Linked DNA regions of Sus scrofa: region 2 is linked to region 1. Evidence: chromatin contacts called from public Hi-C data. All regions are on one chromosome and are shown on one strand. The core of a region is the stretch at or near the end of the contact, and the rest is flanking DNA. Distances in the headings are between cores, read along the strand shown. Region 1 holds the start of HPCAL1 (hippocalcin-like 1). Region 2 has its middle 38 kb from the start of RRM2.

Evidence for each region. A called contact is a pair of places that touch in the nucleus more often than the background predicts.
Region 2: a Hi-C map of fetal liver shows a contact between it and region 1, with 4 times the contacts expected there. The contact joins the enhancer-like site here to the promoter of HPCAL1 in region 1. A contact is called at or near these places in 1 of 5 promoter capture datasets (fetal skeletal muscle), 16 of 47 Hi-C or Micro-C datasets (adipose tissue, blood, embryonic fibroblasts and 11 more) and 1 of 2 datasets of contacts at active chromatin or transcription factors (alveolar macrophages).

Annotation. Positions count from the first base shown.
Region 1 is chr3:126,109,695-126,113,789 of Sscrofa11.1, forward strand. It overlaps HPCAL1 (hippocalcin-like 1), which reads right to left and starts at 1,481. Exons shown (of 3, transcript NM_001123126.1): 1 at 1,104-1,481; 2 at 329-434. The coding sequence starts at 1,481.
Region 2 is chr3:126,327,350-126,331,526 of Sscrofa11.1, forward strand. No RefSeq gene overlaps it. Among named protein-coding and RNA genes, the nearest start is that of RRM2, 38 kb to the right of the region's middle. Within about 2 kb of position 2,507, at least 3 of the 83 cell types and tissues checked have an H3K27ac peak or open chromatin away from gene starts, as enhancers often do. A contact at or near this core is called in fetal liver, where this site is marked.

The DNA.
Region 1 (4,095 bases), core at 231-2,730:
TGGGAGCCCTCCAGTCAGGATAATGAGAGCAAAGGGATGCAGTTCCCAGGGCCCCACCACATGGGACGCTTGGTCCCCACCCCTGCAGGGCGCGGTGACACTGCACCTGCGCCTCTCCCTGGACAGCCGGGGCCTACCGTCCCCCGGTTCTAGAAGCAAGGAGACTACAGATCAGGGGGGCAGGACGCTCACCCAGGCACCCGGACTCCGAACCCCGGCTCTTCCCTGAATGCAGCTGCATGGCTGGGTGAGGCCCGAGAAGCTGCAGAGCAGGAGGGAAGGCTCCCACACGCATCTGTGCTCCGAGGCACTGACGCCGGGGTCTTACCGTCATTATTGGTGTCCATCTGTCTGAAGATCTTGTCCGTGCGTTTCTCAGGGGTGGACTCGTCCTCCGGCATCTTCATCACCGACGACACCATTTTGTAAATGGCCTGCAAAGGGGCACACACACCTCGTGCTCAGCGATTCCGGGGTGTCCCTGGACGGGTGGGGCCCAGGCGCGAGCTGCCGCCTCGGCCTCGCCCACAGCAGTCGGGGCTGCGGACCCCTCCCTAGCTGGAAAGTTGCCCGCTCCTCCCAGTAGCGAGGAAGGATATGGCAGACAGCACACGAGCCAGAGGAAGCCGGACTCATTTACGTGAAGTTCAAGAACAGAGGAAATGACCCGAGGTGATGGCTGTAAGACAGGGGTTGTCTGGGGGCGGGAGGCGGGGCAGTTCTCGGGCTTTCTGCGGGCTGGACTGCGGCGGAGGGGGAGGACCCGGCCAGACGCGGGCACGGCCCATCACGCGGCACGCCGGGCCTCAAACACCTGACTACGGGATGGCTGCACCTCCGTTAAAAGCCAAAAAAAAAAAAAAAAAAGACTCAGACCCTGAGACCCAGCAAGGAGAACCATCTCACTAGCCCCAGAAAGGACCGAGCACCTGCTCTCTGGGACACTGCCATGGGAGGGCTCAGCAGCCCCGCCGGCCACCTCCGTGCGTCTCTGTCCAAGGGGCCCGAGGAAACCCGGGCTCTGCCACCATCACCACGGCCACGGCCACGGCTACGGGCGTGGCGGCCCCGAGCCCTGGGTGGGCGGGGCCTCGGAGACGCACCTGCACGATCTCCAGCATCTCGCTGCGGCTGATGTAGCCGTTGCCGTCCAGGTCGTACATGCTGAAGGCCCACTTGAGCTTCTGCTCCAGCTTGCCCCGCGACGTCACGCTCAGCGCGATGATGAACTCCCGGAAGTCGATGGTGCCGTCGCCGTTGGTGTCGAAGGTGCGGAAGACGTGCTCGGCGAACTTGGAGGCGTCGCCGTAGGGGAAGAAGTTGGCGTAGATCTTCTTGAACTCGTCCACGGTCAGGTGGCCGGTGGGGCAGTCTTTGAGGAAGCCCTTGTACCACTCCTGCAGCTCGTGGTCCGTGAACTCGGTGTTCTCGCGCAGGTCCTGCAGCACCTCGGGCCGCAGCTTGCTGTTCTGCTTGCCCATGACGGCCGGCGGTGGCGACACCTGCAAGACAGGGGGCCCAGCTGGGGACTTCGGGGCCGGGGAGGGCGCCCCACTGCCGGCAGCCGCTGAGTGGGCCGGAGGAACGTCCCCTGCCTGTCTCGCACCCAGGGCTGGACAGGCCGGACTCTGGCCATCATGGTGATGAGACGTCTCAGCGTGGCTGGGATGCCTTCGGGGCGGTGGCGGTGCAGTGTACCCCTAGGGAGGCGGGGATGCTCCAGGGAGTCAGGGCCAGCCGACCTCACACTGGAAGGAATACCCTACTTCCAGAAGGTGGAGATGTGGAAAAATGGCCACTTGAAATCGAGAGAATGAGGCCCACTGGGGATTGTACAAGACTTAAGGATGGAATCCTTACTCTCACCGCCCTCGTCAGCTCCAGGCGATACTGTCACGCTGACTGCACCCCACACCCCCTGTTCTGAGCCGTGCTTTTCTCTTTCGGGCACCATATTCTCTTTTTTCTTTTTCTTTTTTTTGGTCTTTTTAGGGCCGCTCCCATGGCATATGGAGGTTCCCAGGCTAGGGGTCGAATCGGAGCTGTAGCCTCCAGCCTACACCAGAGCCACAGCAATACCAGATCCAAGCCGCGTCTGCAACCTACACCACTGCTCAAAGCAACACTGGATCCTTAACCCAATGAGTGAGGCCGGGGATCAAACCCGCAACCTCATGGTTCCTAGTTGAATTCGTTTCCACTGTGCCATGACGGGAACTCCTCAGGCACCATATTCTGACTTCATCCTTAGAACAGGCATCCAAAAACTTTGAAGGAGCCCCTTCTTGATTTTGTTTGAGAGACCCTCTGGTTGGGGGTGGGGGTGGGGAGTGGATCTAGAATCAGCACCAAGAGTCCACAGTGTCTTCGGTGTTCATGGTAAAATCTCAGGCCCCTGCAGGCTTAAGGATCTGGTGGTGTCACTGTAGATAGAGGCTCAGGTCGCTGCTGTGGCTCAGGTTTGATCGCTGGACTGGGAATTTCCACACGCCACGGGTGTAGCAAAAAAAAAAAAAAAAAAAAAAAAAGACTGACCCTGGAGTAACTCCTACTAGGCATTAATACAGCTTTCTCTTTGCCATCTCACTTTATTTATTTTTCTTTTTTTATGGCCATGCCTGTGGCATAAGGACCCGGGCTACGGGATGAATCAGAGCTTCAGCTGAGGGCTACGCCACAGCCAGGGTCCAAGAAGCATCAGCGACCACAGCTCACAGCAACTCGGGATCCTTAACCCACTATCGATGCCAGGGATCAAACCCACATCCTCACAGACGCTCTGTCGGTTCTTAACCCGATAAGCCACAGTGAGGACTCCCTCCGTTTTGTCTTTTTGCCTTTTTTGGGGGGGGTGGCTTTTAGGGCCGCATCCTCGGCATATGGAAGTTCCCAGGCTAGGGGTCCAATCGGAGCTACAGCTGCCAGCCTACACCACAGCCACAGCAATGCTAGGTCTGAGCTGCATCTGCGACCTACACTACAGCTCCTGGCAATGCCGGATCCTTAACCCACTGAGTGAGGCCAGGAATTGAACCTGCATCCTCATGGATACTAGTCAGATTCATTACCGCTGAGCCACAACAGGAACTCTTGTATATGTTTTTACTATTCAAAAAATAAATACACAGGAATCCTCTGTTTCTTGGCCAAGCAGCTTGAGAGGAATCTCTTGCTTCTCTCTAAAAGATCAAGCTATGAATCCCCCACCCCCTTCCTTCATCCCTGCTTCTGTCATGCTGAACCACTGCTTTTATTTATTTTTTATTTTCATTTTTTTCCTGAAACCCTGCTTTTACACTGTCAGGGTTTACTGTCTCGACTTGACTTGAGGCAGATCCTCCTAAGCGGAAACCAGCAAATCACTACATAACTTGGTTGTCAGTTTCCAATGTCCAAAGCGCCTCCCACCCCCAGCAGCACCCGCACCCCAGGGCTCCCAGACTCGACTTAAGACCCCAAGGACTAACGAACAAAATAATGCCATTTGCAGCAACATGGATGGACCTAGAGACTCTCCTACTAAGTGAAGTAAGTCAGAAAGAGAAAGACAATTACCAGATGAGATGACTTAGATCTGGAATCTAATATATGGCACAAATGAACCTTTCCACAGAGAAGAAACTCATGGACTTGGAGAAGAGACGTGTGGTTCCAAGGGAGGGGGGCGGGAATGGGATGGACTGGGAGTCTGGGGTTCATAGATGCAAACTATTGCCTTTGGAATGGGTAAGCAATGAAATCCTGCTGTGTAGCACTGGGAACTATATCTAGTCACTTATGATGGAGCATGATAATGTGGGAAAAAGAATGTATATATTTATGTGTGACTGGGTCACTTTGCTGTACAGTAGAAAATTTCCACCTATGATGGAAAAAATAAAAATCAATAAAAAAAGACCCTGCAGACTACACACTTTCACCTCGGTATTTCTGCGCCCTGAAGGGTGCAAAAGAGGGACTTGTCCTGGGCATCTGTCCTTCAATCTCCCATCTCGTGCTTCAAAGGCAGCGACCCACTTGCAGAGTGGGCGGCCCGGGAGAGAGTGTCCCCCACACATGCTCACCCTCACGCTTCACTCGTTCAGCTGAGACCTG
Region 2 (4,177 bases), core at 1,257-3,756, 220 kb after region 1:
CAGTAGGAGAGCCTTGGTGCCAGCCAGGCCCCGCACCCTGCCCAGCCACTGCCCACTTCACGGACAGGCTCCCCTTTATGAGCATTTGCAGAAATACCAAAGGCCGGCAAGAGAGGCTTGGGATCTGAGCTGGACGTAAGCCTGTGGGGGTCCCCCAGCCCCCAGTGCAGAGTTACCCCCCAGCCAGTGTCTCTTCTCTCCTTGGTGCATCGTCCCTAATTTTGCAGGAAGCTCCGCAAAGGGTACTTTTCACTCTTCCCTGGGCTCTATCCTGGATTTTTGGTTTGCTCCTTGATCAGCCCTGGTGCGGGGGGGTAGGGGGGTGCAGCACTGTGGTTCCCTGTGGCGAAGGGGAGTCAGCAGCCTGAAGCATGGAGGGGTTGGGCCGGGTGCCCCGCAGCGCCCCCTGCCAACACTGCCTGGGCCCTGAGCCTGCTGGAGGCAGAGGGCTCCCCCCCAGGTGACTTATTTTCCCCCATGAGGCCTGGGCCCTGCCTCTCAAAGCAGAGCCCTGGCCCTGAGGGGGGCCCCTGGCTAGGGGGCTTTTTGATGGCTCGGCCGGATCTCCTGGCCTCTGCTTTGCACTGGCTTTTAAGAAGCGTGTCTTTCTGGCATCTGATTTCTAATCAGGCCTTCAGCTCAGGGCTTTCAAGGGGCCGTGGGAGGGAGCAGAGGCCGGAGGCTCCCACTCTCTGGCTGCTCAGAGACACAGGGGAAAGGAAGGCAGGGGGGAGGGAAGGAGCAGGGAGAGGAGAGAGACCCAGGCTGAAATGACCCACTTCCAGGGGGCGGGGGCGGGGGGGGGCTGTGTCTGCGTCTCAGGCCCGACTTGACTGCAGCCACGGAGGGCAGCTGAGCTAATCAGCCACCCAGACACCGCCTCGTGTCTCTCCCTCTCCTTCTTCCTCTCCCCTGCCCCCTCACACACACACACACACACACACACACACACACACACACACACACACACACACACACACATCCCAGACAGGGAAACAAGACTGGCAACACCGCAGCCCATCGGGCTCCCCTTTCCTGCATCTGTGGCTCATGCTGGAACCCTCCTCTGGTTCCAGCGCCCACGGGCTGGGCCGGGGGCAACCCAGGTCCCCCACCCGCCGAGGTCAAAGCCAGCCAAGGGATTATTCCGCACCCTGGCCCGGAGACCCCTTCTGGGGACAGAGGCCGCGGGTTTGCGTGACCTGCGGCCGGTCGTGGTGTCTTCATGCTCCAGGTCTCAGCCTCAAAAACCAGTTCCAGGTTCCAGCCTGGGAGGAAATGTGATGCTGAACCAGGGAACGGGCAAATGGGTCATTCTGGAGGGTGGACCACGTGACCGAGGGGCAGGGGGTGCATTCCTGGCAGGCTGGGGGGCCCGGGGGGTTTCTGAGTGCGCATTACCGGCAGTCCTCATCCGTCCCCCTCCAGAAACGCTGTCTGGGCGTGGGACTCGGGGCGCTCTCCTGAGGGGGCTTTAGGGCAGGAGGGGGGCTCCCGTGTCCAGTAAGACAGAGCTGGGCAGGCAGCCTGCAGGGCGGGCCTGAGGCCGCTCCCCTGGTCTCCCTGACCTGGGGACCAGAAATGGGATTCCACCCAGCAGGCGGGACCTCTCACCCCCTGTAAGCGGGAGGCAGCCAAGGCCTCCGGGGCCCTCGGGAGCCTGGAAAAACTGGCTGTCATCTCTCTCTTCTCCCAAGTCAAACCCTCTTCACGACTTCTCATCCCTGGGGCCGCCAGGATCCTGCTTCCACCTGTCAAGAATCCGGGTGTGAAACGCAGCTCTCCTTCGGGGTCAGGGCACTTGAATTTCGAGTTCATTTACACACTCTCCGGGAGCTAGTGGACACCAAGGCCATGTGCACCGGGGCCAAGCCAGCAAGCTTCAAAGGAGCAGCAGGCCCTGCTTGACTCCATGCCCTCTGCTGGGAGGGCCTTGGCCTGCACCCCACTGCCCCCCGCCCGGCCTACCCCCACCATGGCGCCTTCTCAACTGGTGCTGCCTCGGCCCAACACCCAGAAGTGGTGTCCTGCCGAGCATGGATGCCAAGGACATCCAGGCTTCCACAGGGCCCATGAGGCCATTCTTGGGAACAAAGACAGTTCCTCTCTTTCTTTCTTTGTTTTTTGGCCACTCCTCCACATCTGGAGGTCCCAGGCCAGGGATTAGACGCGCGAAGCCACAGTTGAACCGACGCAACTGTGGCCGCCAAATCCTTTAACTCGCTGAGCCGGGGCTGGGGATCGAACCTGCATCCTGGGGCTGCAGCGATGCCACTGATCCTGTTGCGCCACAGGGGGAACTCCAAGACCTTCCCTTTCTTAAGAGCAATTCTGGACCCAGTAGTTCATCTAGGAATGTCTCTTCCTCTTGTTGCATAGGAAAAATTATACCTAAAAAGGGGATTTCAGCTTGAGAATTTATAGAGAAGCCAGCGCCCCGGGGCCAAGCGCATCGACTGCTTACTAATGAATGAAAGAGATAAACAGGTGCAGAAAGAAGTCTGTTGGGCGCTTCTGTTATCTGACTAAAGACAGATGTTTCTGGAAGGGAGGCTGCCATAAATCAACACCCTGGGGGAGTTTTTCCTTCCAGAAGAAGACAGAAGACCCCCTGTGCAAACAAACCTCATTACAACTGTCTTATCTCTTAAAGACAGTCTTGGGTCTTTCCTAAAACAAATGCATGTTTTCTTTCTGCCCCTCCCCTTCCCCTATTAAGTTATTTTATTTTATTTTTTTAGGGCCGCCCCTGTGGCATATGGAAGTTCCAGGCTAGAGGTCAAATCGGAGCTGTAGCTGCTCTTACACCACAGCCACACGGAATCTGAGAGGCATCTGTGACCTACACCGCAGCTCACAGGAGCACCGGATCCTTAACCCACTGAGTGAGGCCAGGGATGGAACCCTCATCCTCATGGATACTAGTCAGGTTCTTAACCCTCTGAGCCACAGTGGGAACTCCCCCATCTCCAGTTATTAAGCCACTTCTTTTGTGCATGCATATGCTACAAACACAGCCATCTTTTCTCCGTCAATCTGCCCATTGTCAGTAACGTTCACAGGCCCAAAGATGACCCCGGATCCGTAGAGTAAATTTTTTCCTCTGTTGTGTTGTTTTGAAAGCTGCCTCCAAGACGCCCTGGAGATCATTCCTCTGCAAGCAGACATTTGGCCAAAAGGCTTCGCCCATGCGCAGAGACAGGGCCTCGCATAGGAAGAGAAATCAGAACAGCCACAACCCCCTTTGATTCGGAACACGGGAAAGGGCTGGCCGTAAACACAGGCCGCGGAGTACATTGGGAGTATCTGGGAGGACAGGGCCTCTGGGGCTGGGGACACGGGCTCCATCCCACCCCTCCCATTTCTGTCCAGTCTCACCCATAACCAGCCCACGTGCCTTCTCTTGTCCTGGCCAGCACGGCCATTCCGTGCCCATCCTGCCCCCAGCCCCTGTAATGCACAGCCCGGCTTGAGCTGCTGTGGTCTGGGGACCCGGTCTCGGCTCCCTCGGGGAGGACTCTGGCTGCAGCAGGAGAACCAGCTTGACCATCTCATGCTTCCCAGGCCCCCTGCCCAGGCTCTGGGATTCCGTTCTGTCTCTGCTTCCTCCTGCCCCAGAGAGGAGAGCAGGGAGGGGCAGAGACAGGAGGCAGGAAAGCCAAGGAAAAGAGGCCCTTCAAGGAATTCCCGTCGTGGCCCAGTGGTTAACAAACCCGACTAGGATCCATGAGAATGCAGGTTCGATCCCTGGCCTCGCTCAGTGGATTAAGGATCCGTGACTGTGGGGTAGGTTGCCGATGTGGCTCAGATCTGGCCTTGCTGTGGCTGTGGCATAGGCCAGCAGCTGTAGCTCCGATTCGACCCCTAGCCTGGGAACCTTCATATGCTGAGAATGTGGCCCTAAAAAGCAAAAAAAAAAAAAAAAAGGAGGCCTTTCACCAGCTGCTGTGTCTTGTGTCTGCACCTGCCCAGGGCTGGGCACAGCCCGGAGCTGTAGATCAGCAAGACAGGACCACTGCCTTGACGCCCTGACACGCCCCATCCCCTGAACACAAGCCCGCAGACACGCCCCCGCCAGGCGCTGGCCAGGAGGTGCCCAGTGTTAGAAGGATTGCCAGACCCTGCCCGGTTTTGCCGCCACCTCTGTGGGGCGTGGGCACTGATTTCTGCCTGGATA